3 separate regions of the Pan troglodytes genome follow, and regions 2 and 3 are each linked to region 1. The links are chromatin contacts, called in public Hi-C maps. All regions are on one chromosome and are shown on one strand. The core of a region is the stretch at or near the end of the contact, and the rest is flanking DNA. Distances in the headings are between cores, read along the strand shown. Region 1 has its middle 170 kb from the start of MIR656. Region 2 holds the start of RTL1 (retrotransposon Gag like 1). Region 3 holds the start of DIO3 (iodothyronine deiodinase 3).

What was found. Hi-C and Micro-C count contacts between places; a contact is called where the count stands out from the background.
Region 2: a contact with region 1 is called in a Hi-C map of stem cell-derived neural progenitor cells, with 5 times the contacts expected there. The contact joins the promoter of RTL1 here to the enhancer-like site in region 1. A contact is called at or near these places in 3 of 7 Hi-C or Micro-C datasets (induced pluripotent stem cells and stem cell-derived neural progenitor cells).
Region 3: a contact with region 1 is called in a Hi-C map of stem cell-derived neural progenitor cells, with 1.8 times the contacts expected there. The contact joins the promoter of DIO3 here to the enhancer-like site in region 1. A contact is called at or near these places in 1 of 7 Hi-C or Micro-C datasets (stem cell-derived neural progenitor cells) and 1 of 1 datasets of contacts at active chromatin or transcription factors (stem cell-derived excitatory neurons).

What each region holds. Positions count from the first base shown.
Region 1 is chr15:99,246,676-99,250,734 of NHGRI_mPanTro3-v2.0_pri, forward strand. No RefSeq gene overlaps it. Among named protein-coding and RNA genes, the nearest start is that of MIR656, 170 kb to the left of the region's middle. Within about 2 kb of position 1,811, at least 4 of the 24 cell types and tissues checked have an H3K27ac peak or open chromatin away from gene starts, as enhancers often do. A contact at or near this core is called in induced pluripotent stem cells and stem cell-derived neural progenitor cells, where this site is marked.
Region 2 is chr15:98,909,766-98,913,824 of NHGRI_mPanTro3-v2.0_pri, forward strand. RTL1 (retrotransposon Gag like 1) reads right to left here and starts at 2,158. Exons shown (of 3, transcript XM_520846.8): 1 at 1,557-2,158. The region is part of intron 2 of LOC104002164 (a long non-coding RNA gene); the gene reads left to right.
Region 3 is chr15:99,574,826-99,578,884 of NHGRI_mPanTro3-v2.0_pri, forward strand. DIO3 (iodothyronine deiodinase 3) reads left to right here and starts at 1,662. Exons shown (of 1, transcript XM_003314506.5): 1 at 1,662-3,989. The coding sequence starts at 2,033. The coding sequence ends at 2,947. MIR1247 (microRNA mir-1247) reads right to left here and starts at 958; the gene lies at 824-958. LOC129137012 (a long non-coding RNA gene) reads right to left here and starts at 1,043. Exons shown (of 3, transcript XR_008539161.2): 1 at 788-1,043; 2 at 336-561.

The DNA of each region.
Region 1 (4,059 bases), core at 561-3,060:
CAGCCACAGCCCACAGCCACGGCCCACAGCCACGGCCCACAGCCACAGCTCACAGCCCCACGGCCCCACAGCCCCAGAGCCCCACAGCCCCAGAGCCCCATGGCCCCACGGCCCCACGGCCCCAGAGCCCCACAGCCCCACGGCCCCAGAGCCCCACAGCCCCACGGTCCCACAGCCCCACAGCCCCACAGCCACAGCCCACAGCCATGGCCCACAGCCACAGCCCACAGCCCCACGGCCCCACAGCCCCAGAGCCCCACGGCCCCACGGCCCCAGAGCCCCACGGCCCCACGGCCCCAGAGCCCCACAGCCCCACGGCCCCAGAGCCCCACAGCCCCACAGCCCCAGAGCCCCACGGCCCCACGGCCCCACCACACACCCTGCCTGCTTCAGATGTACCCTCTGCTGTGGCCTCCCACGTCCCCCTCTTTGAGGTGAGGGAGTCGGGTGGCCCTCCTTCACCGCACCAGCAGAAAACCCAACAAGGAAAGCGCAGCCAAGGGCTCTGCGCCCACAGCCAAGGGCTCTGTGTCCAGGGGGTAGGAGAGACGGTCCCCTGGGGGAGCAGAGTAGGGAGGTCTCGAGGAGCCATGACCTTTCAGGCAGACATGGCACTTAGGGGTGAGGAAATGCTTGTTTGCAGAGAGAGGAAGGGAGTGGGAGCTGGGGGCTGTGTTGTTTTCATATTCACAGAGCCAGATGAAAATAGGGTGGCCTAGAGTCGGTGGGGGAGGGACTTCAGGGCATCGGTTCTCATCGCCCACCCGACAGGGGTGGGCTCGCCAAGGTCCCTGAGGGGAGCAGCTCCCCCTGCATTCGGACAGCTGTGAAAAGACACTCCTGACTTGCCTGTGACCCTGCGCAAGCCACTCCCTGTGCTGGGGGCCCAGGTTTCCCTTTGTAAGACAGAGGGAGGATGGCAGCTGCAAGAAGACAGCTAAGGACAATGGCGGAAGAGAGAGGGAAGCGGGGGAGCAGCGGGGGTGGGGGGCCTTTCTCAGACTCCAGCCTAGTGAGGAGTCCCTGCGCAGAAGAGGACACGACCACCCGGTGCAATCACGCCGCGCAGTGGGGCTGCGGGAGAGCAGAGAATCCCCCTCTAGGGCGGGCTTCTAAGGGCCGCGGGGTCCAGCCTCGCAGAGGACACGGCCCAGCTGGGGTACAAAGTCAGAGGGAGGGCAGTGAGCCCAGGGACCCGGGGGTCTGCTTGGCAGCAGAAGGGGCTTCTGAGGAAGGCCCAGCCTGGCGGTGGGGATCTAACAGGGGCTCACCCTGCTTCAAGCAGCAGGGTCTGAGCCCAGGTCCCAGCTGGGCTGCCGGCAAGGGAGAAACAAATGGAAAATTCAAGGTCCCTGCATTCCGAGAGGGCATTTGGTACCTCTGCCACCCTCCTGGGCCTGTGTGTGTGCCGTATGTGCAAAATAGGGTGCGTGTGTGTGGGAACACGTCTCTGTGGGTTGTGTGTGACTTATAAACGCGTGTGAGTGCACGTCTGTGTACATGTGTGAGTATGACTGTCTCTGCGTGTACATGTACATGTGTTTGCGTGTGTGCACTTGAGTGTGGATGTTTATGAGCGTGTACGTGTGTTCATGTGTGTGCTTACGTGTGTGTGTGTGCGTGATTGTGTATGGCCAGGGCTGTGATCACGGACATCAGGGAAAAGCTCAGTACCCAAGCAGGGCCTTGGTCCCCAAACCGCCTCAGGCAGGAGAGGCGGGGGTGCCTGCCGGGGCCCCTCACCACCCTGGGCCGCTTCCTCCTGGGCAGGGCCCGCTGGGCAGGGAGCTCCAGTGGATCCCTGCCAGGTCTCCTGGCTCGCACTGCCCCCCAGTGGCCATCCTCAGTGCCCAAGGGCCTGGGGCTGGAGTGGACAGCGAACCACAGATAGGGCCCCGGAAGGACCAAGGCCATGGGTCCCCTCCGTGCGGGGGCTCTGTCCTCCAGCCCCCCTCCAAGAAAACGGCAGATTTTCTGACCTAAGACCTCCAGACCCACCAGGATGGTGCCTGTCCCTTCCAGGTGGGCCACCTCACCCAGGCTTCTGGAGGGAAGAACCAGCCCCTTTTGACTAAACCAACTGCCAGGGATCTTAAAGAGGAAGGACCAGCCCATCTGATGCGCCCACCCGGAGATGCCTCCTGCCTGCCACCAGCTCCTGGTGGCCTCTGCCAGGTCACCCCTTGGTTCCAGACCTCAGCTGCAGCATCTGGGTTGGCAGGGCTGAGGACCCTCGCAATCAGACGTCTCGTGAGTTTTGGACTTTAAGACCTGATCAGCAGGGTCTGGGAGCTGCCCTGAATGTACCCTCAGAACCCCCTACAGAGGGGATCCTCAAAGCTTCTGCAGGATTGAGCTGCGTGTCCTGCTGCTGGAGCCAGCCACCCGGGCTTTCCCGTTCTTGGGAGGAAAGGAAAGAGAAGAACGAGTCCTTTCTGGGCCAATGAGGACTCAGGCCAGGAAAGCGAGGGGCTGGGCCAATACCCATCCCCCTGTCCCTGCCAGACGCATTTTCAAGAGTTTCTATTTTGGTCAAGAGAGTGGGCCTGGGAGAGAAAAGTGCTTGTGAGCGGAAGTCACAGAGGTCCTCTCAGGGCCATGGTGATGGGTGGGGGGCCCTCAGGAGGTCGGGCAGGGCTGTCCTCCCACCACAGAATCCCCCCAAACGGCAGCCTCATAGCACTGTCAGAACTCGTCTTCCTTACACAATTTCCGGATGAAATATCTGAAAAAAAAGAAAAAAAATGCCCAGTTACATTGGAATGTCTGACAAAGATGCAACATTTGAGATACGCTTATATGAAGACGTTATTTATTGTTGGTCTGAAATTCCAATGTAACAGAGTGTTCTGTGTTTTTATTTGCTGAGCCTGACAACAACAGCACTGTCTCTCCTCCAGGTTCCCGGTGGATTTTCTCTTTCCCAGGCACGGGGCTGTGCCTTGCTCCCCTGAGGGACGCCCATCTCAGGTGATGGGGTCTGTCCATCTCGGGCTGCCTCTGCCCAGCTCCCCACTTCAGATGGACTCTAGCAGCTGGGCTTGCACAGCCCACTGCCCGGGGTCCCGCAGATGAAAACACCCCTCTGGGGTTGTTAACTCAAAAGAATGTGCCTATCGGCTCAAAGTTCAGCTGCAGTCGCATTCATGGCCTCCGTCTACTGGACGGCCTCCCAGGGTCCTGGCACACATGCCAGGCCCACCTTCCCTCATTCAGGTGCCTCTGAGGGCCCGTTACCAGCAGGGCAGGAGGAAGTTGTGGAGTGTGCCAGATCCTTGCCTGCCTCCATCGCTGATGGTGGACCTTATCTTCTGCCTTTGTCCTCAGGCCCTCCCAGGGTGCATCCCAAAGGCATTGGTCTCAGCCCAGGCAGGTAAGCAGTGGATGTGTGACCTGTCACTGAATTCTGCAGCTCCTTCCCACTGCTGGTGGTAGGTGAGTGCCAGGCCCTGAGGACTTGATGCTGGTCTTGGGGGCTGCGGACTCAGCATGGGGTCCCCAAGAAGGGGTCCGAGGCCCCCTGTGATGGGCAGAGTCCATCCTACTTAGAGTCTGAATTAAAACAGCCTCTCTGTTGTACAGAAACACTCGCTGCGGGGTGGGCTGAGCAGAACCTTTGTGTGGTCTCCCTCCCACCCACTCTGGCCCAGTGTGTCCTGCTCCCAAGACCTCATGGGTGCTGTGGCCTGCTCCAGATGCCCTCTCCACGGGCCAGTCACATCCATGCCCATGGGCACACAGCGCCCAGTCTCACAAAGCAGCTGTCAGGTAAGGGGACCCCGCCTCCCCTGGCCTCCTTCCCAGGTGGTATCTGGAGGAGACGCAAGTCCTAATTTCCACACTCCTCGGTTTCTTTTTAGGCAAACTTGGCTGATTTCAGAGCACTGGCCACCCCTGCCTGGACCCCTCAGCTCCGTGTCCCCAGGTCTCTGCCAGGCAGGAACACGTGTCCAACGCCGCCGCCTCCTGCAAGTGCTAAGGCCCCAGCCTGGACACTCAGCGCCCATCCTCCACAGGACAAAGCTCCAGCTTCCTGCAGGGCCCTCCTCTGCCTCCACA
Region 2 (4,059 bases), core at 908-3,407, 340 kb before region 1:
CCACTTTAGGTGTTCTGGCCCTCAAGAGGGGAGTTGGCAGCAGGACAGTCCCCACCTCCCCCGACCAGCCCTGGGCACTCAACCCCATTCTCTGCTCCTCTCCCTCATTGCCTTATTGGGACAGAGGCACCCCGCCAACCATCTCTGTGCCTTTGCCATTTAGCCCAGGGCAAGCTACTCGGGAGAGGCCAAATGGCCTCATACTGACCCCTGCCTGGTCTCCTCTGGCCACCTCGCTCACTTGCCCGCTTGCCTGCTCAGGAGTTGGTGCTGTGGGAGCTTCTCAAAGGCCTAAACATGTGGGCTGCCAGCCTGGGCAGGAAACCGTGCTGCAGCCTTCTCAGCCAAGCACTGGCCTGCCTCTCTCCCCTCGGATGCCTCCTGTAACAGGGAGCTCCCTCTCTCCCCAGGCAGCCTGCTCAGGGCTCGCACGCAGAGCTGCTTTGCTGAGCCCTCCCCTGCCTTTTGCATCTGCCTCCTCGGCTGTGCAGCAGCCCTCTTGCCCCCTCTGCCCTCCGATCTCTGCAGGCTGTGGGCTCCCTCTCTTTTCAGTCCTCTCCTTTCTGTGCTGAATGGCAATACCCCCACCAATGGTGGGAACAGGATTGGGCGCCTCTACACCTGTCCTAACACCTCTGTCTCTGTTCTTTTAGACCTGGGACAGAGCCCTTTGCCCTGCTGTTCTAAAAGCCCAGGGGAGGGCGTGGTGCTCCCCGCCTGGGGCCAGCTGCTCCATGTCTATCTCTTGAGCGGCTTCTCAGCCCTCTTGGGTTTTCTATGGCCCCTTTTCCAGTTGCTAGGGAGAACACTCTGTATGCAGCCCCCTGCCTTTTCTGCAGGAGCTGCTGGCCTCCTGGCCAGCCCTGGTCAGCCCTGCAGTAGCAGCAGCAGCAGCAGCAGTAGGCAGCCACAGCAGGGCTGGGGGCTCCCGAGCCAGGCAGACCGGCTTGACTCCCTGCTCTCTAGCTGCGAGACAATTCCCTTTACTTTTCAGACTCGGCTTTTCCCCTGTGAAATGGAGATGAGAGTTTCTCCGTCACTGGCTTGAAGTGAGGACTAAATGAGATAAGTGTAGGCTTGCACACATCAGACACTTCATAAATGCTTGTGGAGTAGACGGTGGGACCCAGGGAGGGAGAGAGAGGTATGTAACAAGTGTCGCAAGAGAGAAAACAGCCTGGCCTTTCAAGACCCTGCTCCCAATACAAACGGGAACCTCTCCTGGCAGAGTCCCCTCTGCTGGCTTAATCGCACAAATCAAGTCAGCCGGAGGCAGCCCCCGGCCTGTGGAACTCACAGTAGATGCAGCAGGCAGCATAAATGACATGCAGAGCCCACATCTGCATTTAATAGACCGAGAATTTGCATTGTATATAACAGCACGAGGGGTAAAGCATGAAGGCATAAAGGAACAGTTTTTCCCGGCGGCTTCCTTGAAGGGCCAGCTTAGACAGGGGTCTGGGGAGGAGAAACTCAGCGGGGTCTGGGCATCCCATAGACTATGGGACAGACATCCATCCATGCACTCATTCTCCAAGCCACCACAGTGTACCTACCTTCCCCCGGCCCAGTCCCAAGCGTGAGGCTGGGGATGAAGTGATGCCGGTGGCTTAGTGATGCCGGTGGCTTCCTGTCCTCGAAGCTCAGTCGGTCTGGTGGGGGAAACAAACAGGGAATAAGACACTGGAAATTGAGGTGATCAAGAGGGGGTGCAGGCATGGAGATTTATGGAGCCCCGTCTTGGAGCCAAGTCCCGAACTGGGCTGTCTGCAAAGAACTCACCAGGGCAATAACCCTGCACACTGGTCTCATGAGCCCCATTAGATTGATGAGGAAACTGAGGCACAGAAAGGCAAAGTCCTATACTCACCGTCTCTCAGCTGGTGTGAGGCTGGGCCAGGATGGAACCCCAGACTCTCCGAGGCTCCCCACCACACCCTGCTGCTGAAGGCTGCTCAGCGAGGCTGTGCCGAGTGCTGGGGGGGTGTGGGTGGGCAGGGGACGGATTGATTAGTTATAAGCACCTCCCAGCGGTGCTTGAGATCCCAGCTCCTCTGTGGCCCAATCCGTTTGAAGGGCAGATTCAAAATTAGGTGGTAGCACCTATGGGCAGAGGCTTATGAAAATGGCATTATTAACCTGATGTGGAGAGGGCCCTGCCTGTCTGCAAGTAGATTGCAGATAGAGACGGAGGGGGCTGGGCTTGTTTGTGTGGACAGTGAGTTAGAGAGGACGGAGAACATCCAGGGGCCCTCCAGGGCTTCCGGACGGGGAGAACCAGATCTGGAGGGGTTGGGGCTGGACAAGTGGGAGGGGGAAGAGGGGGCACGTCTTAAGGGTGCCCCGGCACCTCAGGGAAATGCCCCAGGCTGGACTTGGTGGAGGATCTCCAGCCTTGACTCTGACACAGACAGGGACTATGGCCCTCCCCGCACCTCGGTTTCCCATCTGTGAGATAAGAGATGGAAACCAAACGTCATTTCGAGAAAAGCCCCCATTCCCACCACCTTCCTGGCCCCCCCTTCCCCCACCACCACAATCACGTTTGCCAGACACCTGTCTGCTTGTCAGAGCAATATTCAACAGGAGAGTTCCTTCGCTTCCTTCCTGGAGGGAGAAGGGAGAGGTGTGGACGGGGAGAGGGGAGGGGAGAGGTGCCCCCCACTCAGAGAGGCCGCTGAGCAGAGTTCTGCATCGGGTAGGAGTTGGGCCACCGAAGATTTGTGCCAACTCACGGTGCGGTGGAATCAGACAGTCTGAATTCTTCAGACACCAGCCAAGAGTCTGTGGCGCCCCCACGTGCCACAAGGGGGCTGCCTGGGCCACATTTCTGAGCCCGAAAAGTGAGGAGGGGGACAGTCAAGAGGGACCGGCGCTTTTGCTCTGGCAGCGGCGCTTTTAACTGCGACAGATGCGTGCGGCGCAGAGCCGGCCGTGCCGGGGCTGGGGGCTGCTGGGCGGGGGTGGTCGGGGCGGGGGGCGGGGGCTGCAGGTTGCGCCCCTCCCTCACAGACGGCTGCGCTGCAATGCAGCAGGCTGCGGGAGCTGTCCCGGGAGCTGTCCTGTCCGGTGGCCGGCTTTCCAAAGTGGGGAATGAGAGATGAGGGAGGGAGCACTTCCAGGCGCTGCGTGGTGGCCAGGCGCCCAGGAAGCCGAGGGGCCCGAGACTGCAGCGGGGCCAGAAAGAGAAGAGTAGGGGAGGAGGCCGGGAGTGGTGGATGGACCAGGGGGTAGAGGGAGGTGGGTGTGGACCTGGGGTCGGGCGCCAGTCAGCTTGCAGCCTATGAAGGACGGAAAGGAGGGCTACAGAGATAGGGGAAGAGTGGGGCTGAGGATAGCCAGAGCGGCTTGGCACACAGTTTTAGGGTAAAAGCATCAACTCTTATCTTTCCAAAAGAAATAAAAAAGCCAAAAAAAAAAAAAAAAAAAAAGGGCATTTGAAAGCTAGACAGCTGAATCCTTCCCAGCATGACTGAGCCGGTCACTCCAGGGTCTTCCTTCAAAGCGTGTCTAATGGGAGACAGCGTTGTCCCAGTAACCAAATTGGGACCAGAGTCCCAGGGAAGGGCTCATCAGGTGGCCGCTCTGCCTTGAAGAGTGGTACCCTCAGGCCCTTTTCCAGCCAGGGAAGGGCCTGGGGGTCAGGGAGAGAGCTGGAGGGCTCGGGGAGGCAGGGACTGGGAGGGAGAGTGGGGAGAGGAGCGCTGGGGGCTGCAGGAGGGTCTCTGGGCAGCTGGCGGGTGTCTGTTCCGCAACACTCTGCACCCTGGTACATCGTCCTCCGTCCACTCAACGTGGAATGATTCTCTTCCCTCTGGATCCAGCCCCTCTAGTTCCCTTTTCACTTTGAGGCATTTGCCACCTGTGAATCAGTTCCCTGCTACTCCAGAAAATTTCTCTCATACCCCAGGCCCCTCTGTTCTTTTAAATGGCACCCTTCACCCCCAGCCCTTCATCTTCTGCACTGTATTTTCACTTGTTGATTTAAAAATCCCTTTATTATGGGAAATTGCAAACAACACAAAAGTAGAGAAAATAGTACATATTTTTACTGTTTAC
Region 3 (4,059 bases), core at 412-2,911, 330 kb after region 1:
TTCCTGGGGTGTGCGCCCCTGCCCCAGACAGCAGAGAAATCGCCTGACTGGGAGATGGAGAAGAGGGGCCACCTTCTCATGCCACCCCGCCGCCAATCCTCCAGGCACACTCGGGCGCTTGACCTGCTGAAGCCTGGAGCCTCAGGTCCAGTGAGGAGCTCACGGGACAGAGGGCCCTACCAGAGCCACGAAAACCGGAGGGGGGGACCTCCGCCCAAGGCAGGCGTCTCTGCGCGCCCGCTGGGGCCCTGGTCCTGCAGTTGGCTTCTCCCGACACGTTCCTTCGCTGCCGAAAGCGATTCGCCCGCGCTCTATCGAGCCCAGCCAGCTCCTACCTCGGCCCGGGCGGCGAGCGCTGTCTCCGTCCCGAGAAGAAGTTTCGCGGCTGGTCCCGGGGCGGCAGGCGCACGGGACGCTGGCGGCAGCGGCGGCTTCGGACTTGGGCTCAGACCCCGCCGCTCCAGACAAGTCCCCGCGACTGCGACAGTGTCTCGGGCAGTTCAGCTCCCCAGACGGGAGACAGACCCTCGCGACCTGGTTCAGTCCTTGCCCTGGGGGACACTGCAGTCCAAGGCGAAAGGAGACTTGCTCCCGGCCTCTGGGTCCCTAGGTCAAGGCACCTCCCCGCCCCGCCGCCCCTGAGCCCAAGTCGCCAACCCCGCGCCGCGCGCAGCGAGGGATCAGAAGGTCTCGGACGCCGCGGCAGGGCCGGCCAGGGCCCCACGAGTTAGGGAGTTGCCCCGCACCCCTAAACGCTCAGCACCCATTTACGGTTGAAAGTACGCACTTGACGCGTCCGGGCGCCTCCGCGGTGAGTCGCGCCGCCGCTCTCGGGGTCCGCGAAGGTGGCTCAGTTCGGGCGCTCCAGTCTCGACGTTCCCGGGGTAGAGAGCAACGTCCGGGGACGAACGGGACGGGTGCGCCCAGCGGCCGGGGCTGCGCTGGGCGAGGCAAGCGGCGAGAGGGGAGCGCTCCGGCGTTCAGGCAACAGCTACCCCTAGTGGGAGAGCCGCCCGGGGCCGGCGCCGCCCCGCGCCCGCTGCCCCGCGCCCCACGCCCGTGGCGCCCCGCGCCCGGGTCGGCTGGGGGCGCAGGGCCGGCGCCGCTTTCCCCAGCTCTCCGGTCTCCGGCGCCCGGCGGTAACCCGCCCGCGGGCTCTGCCCTCCGCACCTCTCAGCCGGGCCCCGGCGGCCGCTGACCCAGGAACCGCGGCGCCCCGCTGGAACGAGATGGGACGGGGCGGGCGCGGCCAGGGCGGCGCGGGCTGGGGCGGCGCGCGGCAGCCTCGGGCAGCGGCGGGGGGCGCGGAGCGCGGTGTGCGTGGCGGGGCGGTGCGGGGGGCGGCCGTGTGCGAGGCGCGAGTGTGAGCGCGCGCGGGAGGCGGGCGGGCGGGCTCCGGCAGGCGAGCGGCGCCCGCGGGCGAGCCAGGAAGGCGGCGGGAACGCAAAGTTGCCTCCTCGCTGGCCCGCGTCCTCGGTGGGGCTGGAGCCGGGGCCACCGAAGCGGCGGCCGCGGACCCGGCCTCCCGCGGCACCTGGGCAGCGGCCCCGCACGAGCGGCAGCGGCGTGGGCGGCGTTGGCGGCGGCGCGCGGGAAGCGAACCGGAGCTCCGGCGCGGCTCGGCGGCCGCCGGGGAGCTCGGCTCAGGTGCGCGGCGAGGGGGGCGCGGGCCGGAGCCAGGCGGCGGGGACCAGGGCGGCGCGCAGCGCTCGCGCCAGCTGGAGGACCTCCCCAGCGGACGCCCAGGTCCCTGGTCGGGCTCCCGGTCCCCAGCGGCAGCGGCTACCGGAGTCCCCCGCCCCCGAGAGCTGGCTGCGGGGCCCGGGCCCGCCCCCACCGGCCCCAGGCCCGGCCGCTCCGCCCTCCGCCCGCCTGCGCCCGCCCTCAGCCCAAGATTTCTAGGGCATTGGCCGCGCTGCTGGGTGATCCCTCCGGGCTCAAGTTGCAAGGGGGCGGGCCGGGTCGGAGGTGGAGTCTCCCGCCAATTGAAGCCTCCGCTATAAATTGAACTCCCTGCACTGCCGAAGCCCAGATGCCTCGCCAGGCCGCGTCGCGGTTGGTGGTCGGAGAGGGCGAGGGGTCCCAGGGGGCTTCGGGGCCTGCAGCCACCATGCTCCGCTCCCTGCTGCTTCACTCCTTGAGGCTCTGCGCCCAGACCGCCTCGTGCCTCGTGCTCTTCCCGCGCTTCCTCGGCACGGCCTTCATGCTCTGGCTTCTCGATTTCTTGTGTATCCGCAAGCATTTCCTGGGCCGCCGCCGCCGGGGGCAGCCCGAGCCCGAAGTGGAGCTCAACAGTGAAGGCGAGGAGGTGCCCCCCGATGACCCGCCCATCTGCGTGTCCGACGACAATCGCCTGTGCACCCTGGCGTCGCTCAAGGCGGTGTGGCATGGCCAGAAGTTGGATTTCTTCAAGCAGGCGCACGAGGGTGGTCCGGCGCCCAACTCCGAGGTGGTTCTGCCCGACGGCTTCCAGAGCCAGCACATCCTCGACTACGCGCAAGGGAACCGCCCGCTGGTTCTCAATTTCGGCAGCTGCACCTGACCACCGTTCATGGCGCGCATGAGCGCCTTCCAGCGCCTGGTCACCAAGTACCAGCGCGACGTCGACTTCCTCATCATCTACATCGAGGAAGCGCACCCCTCCGACGGCTGGGTCACCACGGACTCTCCCTACATCATCCCACAGCACCGGAGCCTGGAGGACCGGGTCAGCGCAGCGAGGGTACTGCAGCAAGGTGCACCCGGCTGTGCTCTGGTCCTCGACACCATGGCCAACTCCAGCAGCTCGGCCTATGGCGCCTACTTCGAGCGTCTCTATGTCATCCAGAGTGGCACTATTATGTACCAGGGCGGCCGTGGCCCCGACGGCTACCAGGTCTCTGAGCTGCGCACTTGGTTGGAACGCTATGATGAGCAACTGCACGGCGCTCGGCCCCGGAGGGTGTAAACATCCAACGGACAATTGACTGAACTTGGTGGGCTGGGCCTTCGAGCCTTCGAAGCCCACGTGCAAGCGCCTCAAACCAAGTCACGCTTGGCGAGGCCCCAGTGACACTGATGTGCTGAGCCACCATTTCAGACTGAGTCTGCACCCTCAGCCACATGAACAATCTCCCCTACCTCCCTGGGACTCTGCTTCTGTAACTGTCTCATTCACACCTGCCTGGCTCACTGGAAATCCTCTTTTGAGCGCGGGATATGGCTTGCCCTTGTCCGTGTGCCCCCAGGACTTTGCCTCTACAGCATTTTCTTACACCCCCTCCCCAGCGTGCCCTCAGCCAAGTGCTTTGGCCCGGTGCTTCCCGCAACTGCACAGAGACCTTGGCCACGCCCGCGCGCCCTGAGCGCAGCTGGGTTCCAGGAGACTCTCAGCTCAGCTGAGCTAGTTGCCTGGCACCCACCTGTCGCGCGCGGAGAGGGGGTTCCCTGTTGCTTTTGTGTCTGTTTCCTGTCCCTGGTAGGGGAAGTGATGTCGGGGATGGGGAGGGGGTGGGCAGGGTAGTTTCCCCCGCTTGTTTTGGGTGCACAGGAGCCCCACTGCTGATGACGAACTATCTCTAACTGGTCTTGACCACGAGCTAGTTCTGAATTGCAGGGGCCTCAAAGCAGCACCTAAACCTTGAGGGGGAGGGTGCTCTGGGTTTCCGTGAGGTAACCACCTTAAATGGGAGGGAAGTTGGGGTGTCTGCTTTGGGACCAGAGGAAGATAGCTTGAGAGGCATTGGCGAGGTTCGCAGCGCCCCAGGGAGAGAGAAAAAGCGGAGACTCCTGGGGAATGACGTTGGGGTGATGGAGTCCGGGGAAAGAGAGGTGGGGGGAGAGCCTGAGGTCCCCAAGTGAGGGGAGTCCTAGGCAGAGCTGCTGATTGTGGGGCTGGGAGGTGGAGGGCCCCTGATTCGAAGGCCATTTGGTGAGTGTTTTGCTGGAAATATTTCCTGTATATAAACTTCTTTCAATCTACAATAATAAAGGCTTGAGGTAAACTGCTTTCTGGTTGCCTTTGGTCCCTTTATTTTCTTTTCCCTCTGAATAGCGGCAGGAATTAAACACAAATCCCTC